2 separate regions of the Hordeum vulgare genome follow, and region 2 is linked to region 1. A link is a contact called in public Hi-C data. All regions are on one chromosome and are shown on one strand. The core of a region is the stretch at or near the end of the contact, and the rest is flanking DNA. Distances in the headings are between cores, read along the strand shown.

The links. A called contact is a pair of places that touch in the nucleus more often than the background predicts.
Region 2: a Hi-C map of seedling shows a contact between it and region 1, with 6 times the contacts expected there. The contact joins the promoter of LOC123434543 here to the promoter of LOC123434507 in region 1. A contact is called at or near these places in 6 of 6 Hi-C or Micro-C datasets (leaf, seedling and an unstated tissue) and 1 of 1 datasets of contacts at active chromatin or transcription factors (embryo).

Annotation. Positions count from the first base shown.
Region 1 is chr1H:333,908,897-333,912,970 of MorexV3_pseudomolecules_assembly, reverse strand. It overlaps LOC123434507 (endonuclease MutS2), which reads left to right and starts at 1,774. Exons shown (of 20, transcript XM_045115516.1): 1 at 1,774-2,109; 2 at 2,212-2,343. The coding sequence starts at 1,900.
Region 2 is chr1H:334,249,811-334,253,884 of MorexV3_pseudomolecules_assembly, reverse strand. It overlaps LOC123434543 (tubulin-folding cofactor D), which reads right to left and starts at 2,199. Exons shown (of 17, transcript XM_045115518.1): 1 at 1,882-2,199; 2 at 909-1,456; 3 at 621-723; 4 at 322-498. The coding sequence starts at 2,103. LOC123434575 reads left to right here and starts at 2,290. Exons shown (of 6, transcript XM_045115520.1): 1 at 2,290-2,444; 2 at 2,551-2,606; 3 at 2,684-2,807. The coding sequence starts at 2,372.

The DNA of each region.
Region 1 (4,074 bases), core at 525-3,024:
TATGCATGATTAAAAAAATATTATCTTTACCTAATAATACATCAAATAGTGTTTCTGGTCATCTATCATAGTTTTTGCCCTTAAAGTTGCCATAAATTATCCACCATGCCATCCACAAGTCAAAAAACGATTCAGATTTCTTTTCCTGTCAAAATCGTCATGTGGTTTCGTTCTTATATGGTTGGACACAATAGTGTCACAAACACATGTGTAGCAAAGTGGCGGAAGCCTTGCCCTCATATAGTGCAGACCCTGGGTTGAACCTTGATCCTAACGTCTTTTTTGAGTCCCCTTTTCTCTTTTTATTGCAGCTAGCATTCACATCCTCCTCCCTGATACGGGTTCATGGTCCGACCAATATTTTTATCTTTATTTTTATGCCTTTCTTTTCTCATTTCAATTTTTGTTTTACCTATCTTTAAATTAATTCATAATTTCCTAAAAATCCAAATTTTAAAAGACGTGAGTTCTAAAAAACTGTTCATGAAATCATACAATGTTTATTATTCAGAAATTTAGGACTTTGTAAAAAAATCATGAATTTTAAAAATGTTTACGATATCTAATAATGTTCATTATTTCAAAAATGATGTTTAGTATTCAGAAAATATTCCAAAATTTGGAAGATCTTAGGAAAAATGAAAAAGAAATAAATAAAAAGGTAAATAGAAAACTAAGAGAAAATGTGAAACCAAAAAGAAAAGATAAAAATGTAAGATAATAAGAATAAAAACCAGGCAAAAAGCGGTTCATTTGCCAAAAGCGATGGACACTAAATTGTTGACATGAGATTTATGTACCAGTGGCTTAATATTGATTTTCATATTATTTGAAATTATGTTAATAATGATTATTATTTTCATACTGTCACGTGGTCTATTTTAGTGGTTTTTCATAAAATTGATCTAAATAGCTCTAGAATTTGAACGGTTAAGTTTTTTAGGTTTAGGTTTTAATTGGTTTTTGAGAAGTGCTTATATGCCTAGGAATTGGGAGTAGTTTGTGATCGACGAGATTAGTTGTTAAAGTTTTAAACATTCCATTATGCTACATAATAACAAGTGTGGCGTGCAGTGACAAGCTTATAACCTTAAGATTTACTACATCAAATGCATTGTGATTACATGGACACGCCGAACATCATTAAAGATGATTGAATAAATAAATAAGTGTCAACATGATGAGCTACCGTGTTAAAGAAAAAAGAGAACGTTCATACATCAAGGTATTGAACCATACTTATTTGGCTAGGGCATAATATTTTATCTTCCGTTACAACGCCGGGCATATTTGGCTAGTATATATAATATTAGTATATGAAATCTCCATTACAACAACCTAAGGCCCTGTTTATTTCAGAAGTCCCGGGACTTTTTTTAGTCGCAACTTAAAAGTCCCTAGTCCCTACCTGTTTGTTTTCAGGGACTAAATAGGGACTAGAGGTCATTAAATGACATGCAAAAAGACCATGTTACCCTTAGTAATGTAGTAGTTATTAAATGACATGCTAAAAGTAGGGGCATTGTTGGAAAAAGTGACAAAAAAGTCCCAAAAAGACCCTCTCATCGGGACTTCTCCAAATAGTCCCAAATACCCCTTTTTAGTCCCTAAAAGTCCCTCCTATTTGTTTCACATGGGATTTTTTTAAACTTTTTTTAGTCATGCACCAAAAAGTTTCTGGAAACGAACACCCCCTAAGAATGGAATTGGCAACGCGCAAGCGCAAACCGTTCAAATCCGTGTACAACAAGCCGAACTCCGAAGGCTGTAGTGCAGGTCTGGCTAGCCGCGGAAAAACCTTCGGCCGTGCGTTCGCCCACGCCCCTGCAGCCCAGTTCTATCCGAACACACCGGCGCCGTTTGCCCCTCCCCGCCACTGCTCTCCTCCACGGCTCCTCCATGCTTCGCCTCTCCGCCTCTATCTCCCTCCACTACCCTCCTTCTCTCTCCCCATCCGTCTCCCAGCCCCGCCCGCGCCGCCTACGCGCCCTCGTCGTCGCCGCCTCCGCCTCGCCTTCCGCCCGCAGCCTCCGCCTCCTCGAGTGGGGCAAGGTTTGCCGCGCCGTCGCTTCGTTCGCCGGCACCGTGCACGGCCGCGAAGCCACCGAGGTATTTAAGTCTATATATAGGTCCCTGGGGCTCCAACCCTTCCATTGCCTGATCGCTCATGATGCACGGGCTTCGCCTCTGACGCGCGGCGTGGTCGTGCAGAAGCAGCTGTGGGGCGTGGAGGACGTGAGCTATGAGCGGAGCCGGAAGCTTCTCCGGGAGACCGAGGCGGCGGTGCGGCTGCTTGGCAGCTCCGGTGGGGCATTGGATTTCTCCGGGCTGGATACCGTCGCGGTGAGGACCCATGTTTGGTACTCCCCCGTTCACCATTTTAAGATGTTTTAACTTTTTTTTCTAAATCGGCTGTGTGTAGACACGCTTTGTGTGTTTGATCAGAGACAGAGGGGGCAATACACTAATACTATGGTAAATTGGTAATATGCTAAGGAATTCATGTGTACTGACTTTAGTAGAGTTACAATCAAATTGAACTTATACAACATTTTTTTTTTGGAAAAGGAGGTTAAGACCCCCGGCTTCTGCATCAATCGATGCATACAGCCATCTTTATTACTTATTCAACAAAGGTCTGACAAGAACATACATCAAGCCACCTGAAGCCCCCACTCACACCTACAAAACGCGATAATGTGGAGTGCTCTCACTTCACGTATCTAAAACCGATGTCGTCGCCGATCCATTCACATAACGTATCGGAACTAACAGCCGGTGCAGCAGACCTAAAGCGTACACCACACGCACACGTTTTAGAAGCCGTCATCATCATCGAACCGCTGACCCATCTTCAGGAGAGAAATCTGCATCATCCATGCCAGTCCGGCCATCCGTCGACGCCACCACGTCGCCCAACGGTGCCACCTCCCTGCGCTCATCCATCCAGACGCAAAGACTATGTAAGATCTGTCGTGCGTAGCACCTGCCGAACAGGCATGACAAAGCGTAGCACATGTCGGCCGGGCATGACCTGACATCACCACCGAAGCTCCGTGCAGGACGAAGACGCTCCACCTCCTGCCTCTATCTTCCAGCGCTGCTCCACAAACGATGCTCCCTAGAGAGGAACGACACCGCAGTGCTGCCATCTTCCGATCTGGAAAACCAGATCCTAGGGTTTCCCCTGGAGCAGCACGAGTGGATCGACAGTAGTTACATGACGAAGTCTTCATCAAGGTAACGGCGCAGAACGCCGCCATCGTCTGCCGTCGGCTCGGTTTTCACCGGCAACTTTGTCTTCCCGACTCGCAGCCAGTACCGAATCTTGCGACGAGCCCGGTCGCGGGATCCCAAGATCTGCCGTCACCGGTGCCGCCACAAGGACCCACCACCTGGCCCGTCATCCCCGGCGGAGGGGACGCCGCCACCACACCATGGTCGGATCCGGGTTAGCTGTCGCCGTTGCCACCGCCAAGACCGGATCCGGGCTGAACGCCGCCGCTGCCACCGCCAACGGCCACACCCAGCTCCACCTTCATCTTCTAGCCACGTCCAGCCGACCGGCACGCCACGCCCACCCAATCTCCACCCGCGCCGCCGTCGGGAGCTGCTGCGCCGCCGTGCCTTGGATCCGCATGACGCCGTCGTCGAAGCCGCCGTCCTGCGCCGCACGACATCGAACGAGGAGAAGGGAAATCCCTGCCGCCGCCTACGCCGACCGGATCGGCGGCGCCGGCCAGGCGTTGCCCGACTGCGTCCTTAGGCGGCGGCGAGGAAGGAGGGAGGGAGAGGAGGCTGCTGGAGGCGCCCACGGGAGCGACGTGGGAGGGTCAGATGCGATCTCCCTTCAATAGGCATTTTGGCATGCTAGTTAAGGTCTATAGTGGGATGTGTTTTACTGTTTCATTTTATCCTGACTTGAATTATCTCTTCAATAACTCCTACCTCCTCTGGCCCATAATATAAGATGTTACTACAACCAATAAATTCACATATCAGTTGTAATAACATCTTATGTTATGGGACGAATAAAGCGGGGCGAAAGCCTTTTTCGGTATGTTATGGGATGAA
Region 2 (4,074 bases), core at 950-3,449, 340 kb before region 1:
CTGCATGACAGAAAACCAGTAAGCACTATGGTAGACCAATGAAGAACAAACTGATGAACAGATAGAAAACAATTGCAAACATCTCTCACAGAATGCATCTGATAAAAGATAGATGTAAAACATGATATCAATTGTTAAATGATTCTTCTGCATTAGCCATCCCGGAAACTAAAAGCTAAATCACTGCCAGTACTCAGCAAATTTTTCTTCGTTGGGATGTGGTGTAATTTGGTACATGGTGCGCATTTGATGCAGCTAACTAGCATTATTAAAACTCATAAATATTGATTAAGCAAAGGTTAACAATGAAATATTTGAAACCTGATAGCGCCATGATGGCGTACGGGGAGCCAAGCTAATGAGAGCAACTCGCTGTGCCAGTTTCACCAGAAATTTCCTAAGGAGGGGACTTCTGATGGCAATATTAGTCTTCATCACAAATGAACAGTCGTTCCAAATACCAGAATTGGCATCATGTAGCACTCTCCTATTACCAATCTGCAACAGGAGGAACGAAAAGAAAAATATGGTGTTCGCAGAATTATTAGGCTAGGAACAGATATCTCTACTAACATATGCAGTATGACGTTAGAAAGAAACAAACAACGACAACGGCAAACCTTAAATATTGATGCTAAAGCTTCCACTATGCCAATGGACCTAAATTGATCCACAAAGTCATCTGTGACAGACAACAAGATTTTGTGTGCCCATTCCATAAAACTGAAGACAAAATAAAGGCAACTCATTACATCCACACGGTGAAGTTAGCTAAATACAAATTTAGACATAAAAAAGTTCCTAGTAGTGACAGAAACTTGACAGTGCTCCGGTGACAGGATACTTTTGAAGGTAATTTAGCAATATGAAATGTATATGCATAATGGCTATAAGCTGAAAAAGATAACCTGCTGAAGGCCTTCAGCATGTCTGGACGAGTCAACAGCCTTGCAAGCAGCAACCCTGACATCCTTCTCATCGGACCAGAGTTGGAGAGATAATCCTTACAGATGTCCAATATCCTTGTCACAAGCGGAACAACCTCAGACCCAGGCACGTCAGCAGTGGCAGCAATGCTCGTGTCAACGGAGGAGATATCGAACGGAATTAATATCAGTATATAAAGCCACAACAGAACGACACACTTCGTCTCCATTTCTCCTGTGCTCTCTTGCCTAAGAGCTGTCGCTGAGCTCATTGTATGGCACTTCTCAAGGAGAGCAACTGCAAGCTCTAGATCAGAAACCTGATGAGGGAAGAATTTGATGACGCTCTTATACCCACAGACTGTAACCAGGGTGTAGATGATAATACACAGAGGCTTGATGATTTCAAGGAGCTCATCTGTGGCAGCACCAAGTTCCATTATCTTTGATCGAACCAAGGACATAAGTGGTGAGATGATGTCTTCTAGGTATGGCTCGAGAAGTTGACCTTCTTCTTGATATTTGTCCATCTATTTCCCAACAAAAACCATGGCATTAATTTGTATCAAGCTTTTAAGCATGAAGGGTTTGGCATAAATTGCACTAGTTCACAGATTGACAAAACCAATCAATTCCCAGTGCAAATTTGATAGCTAGTCCACTAAACAGCTTAAACAGCACCCTACACTATGGAGCGTTCATCGAGTGTTCACTGAAAAAAAAAGGCATTCAAACAAGGGTTTGCCATTTCCCAAGAGCACGGGGCTTGAAAATTTACATGACCTCTTCAGATTTTGTGTGTGCAATTAACAATCAACGCTGAAACAGATTAAGCTCTTCCGTGACCAGACAAGCAGAATCCAGCATTTTCTTACAGGGCTAGGCATTATTCTCGTAGGGATCTATGGTTCAGCGACAGGTAACATCCGGAGAAGGGGTGGGGGAGAGAGCTTACGATGGAGCGGATCCTGTGGACGTCGGCGGGTTCCGCGACGCCGCCAGCGGCGACGATGCGGCGGAGGATGGCGGAGACCAGCTCCCATTCCTGGAGAAAGTACCGCCGCAGGACGACCTCCTTGGAGTCGTGCACGTCGTCGCAGACAGCGGCGGCGGCAGTAGGACCACTCGAGGCATCCCCAGCGCCAGTGCCTGCGGACTGGTCAGGTGTGACAGGCATGGAGACAGTCTCTGTGGGAATGGCGGCGGCGGAGTGGACAGGTGGCTGCGACTTGCGAGTGTGCCGGAGACTGCGCCGTCGTGTTTGTGCGTGTCTCTGATCGCCTGACGCTTAATAGCACCACAGGCGTATTCCCTTTCTTTACGCATCTGTGACTAGGAGGCGTATTTTCTGTCTACAAGACTCTCGCACGCAGGAAGGCGCCTCCTGCCTGGACAGACCTCTCCTTCCTTCCCCGCGAGCACCGTCGCCGTCGTCGTCCATCCCGATGCAGCAGCGGCGCGGCCGGCCGTCCGGCACGGATGGCTCCGACTTCTCCTACCGCATGGTCGTCGACTCCCGTAAGCATCCAGCGCACCAAAACCCCAAACCCGAGCTACCTTCTTGTTCGCTTCGGCAGGCCTAATCCAGCCCCAAAACATCCGCGATTCTCGCGCGCCATTGCAGGGTACCAGAGGGTCGCCGACGGCAGATCCCGCCTCGCCCGGCTCATCCTCGTGCAGGTACGGACCGGCGCGCTGGCTCACCATTCTTGTCATCGCTGATCTGACAAGTGCTCGTCGTGGTTTGCTTTCTGTAGATGCTGCACCAAGTCGCTGGGGGCGCGTCGCTGCTGCTGTCGCTGTCGAAGGGGGCGGAGATAAACAAGTTCGCCGTGCTGTCCGTGGCCGCCGGGCTGCTGGCCATTCTGTTGGGGGAATTTGGTGATGAGTCCATTACAACTGTTCTGAGCTTTTGTTTCCAGATTCCCTGTCTTCTGACCAGAACATTGGATCTCAATCTGGTCTTAGTAGCAAAATCGCCATGAGATCCTACAAGCCTTTACTAGTTTCAGTAGATGAAATGACTGCATAGTTCAGTGGAAGTCTGAAAAACTATATAAATTGGTATTACTGAGCTAAAATGGGGAGCTTAAAACTATGAGTTGAAATTATATAATTGGTGTCACTGAGCTAAAAAGTCTATAGACAATCCAGAGAAAGCATTGCCAAGTCGCCGACGATGGTCACAGGTCACTCCTTGTGTGGGACTAGCGAAACTAGGAGACTTCAGTACTTCGATTATTCTCGTGGTTATCTTAACTCATGAGCTTCGTTAGAGCCTTCATGTTGTATATTGATTGGCATCCATAGCACGAAACCTTTCCTAGTAAGTTGTAGATAGTACTACTCCCACAGTTCCACTTGAGCGCTTCAAAAACAATCATGTTAGGATAAACAAGTATGACTGTTTACAGCACACGTTATTATGGGCCTTCCATACTGACAAGCAAATTGCAGCACTGTATGAGCTTCTGATCCTTGCCCCAACCGTCTCTCGACATATTGGATAAATGATCAAGGGGTTGTAGGTATCCAAAGTTTGAGGCAGCGTGGTGCTGTGCATATAGCTCCCGCTTGCGCAGGGTCCGAGTCTGACCACTTTGGGTCTTTTGTACGCAGTCTTTCCCTGCATTTCTGCAAGAGGCTGTTTCCAGGACTCGAACCCGTGACCTCATGGTCACAAGGCAAGGGGCAGCTCGGTGCATATAGCTCCCGCTTGCGCAGGGTCTGGGGAAGGGTCCAACCACTTTTGGTCTTTTGCACGCAGCCTTTCCCTGCATTTCTGCAAGAGGCTGTTTCCAGGGCTCGAACCTGTGACCTCATGGTCACAAGGCAGGGGGCAGCCCGGTGCATATAGCTCCCGCTTGCGCAGGGTCCGGGGAAGGGTCCAACCACTTTGGGTCTTTTGTACGCAGCCTTTCCCTGCATTTCTGCAAGAGGCTGTTTCCAGGACTCGAACCCGTGATCTCATGGTCACAAGGCAAGGGGCAGCCCAGTGCATATAGCTCTCGCTTGCGCAGGGTCCGGGGAAGGGTCCGGCCACTTTGGGTCTTTTGTACGCGACCTTTCCCTGCATTTCTGCAAGAGGCTTGTAGGTATCCAAAGTTTACTCCCGCCAAGTTGCAAATGTACTTTGTCAGTGGACATC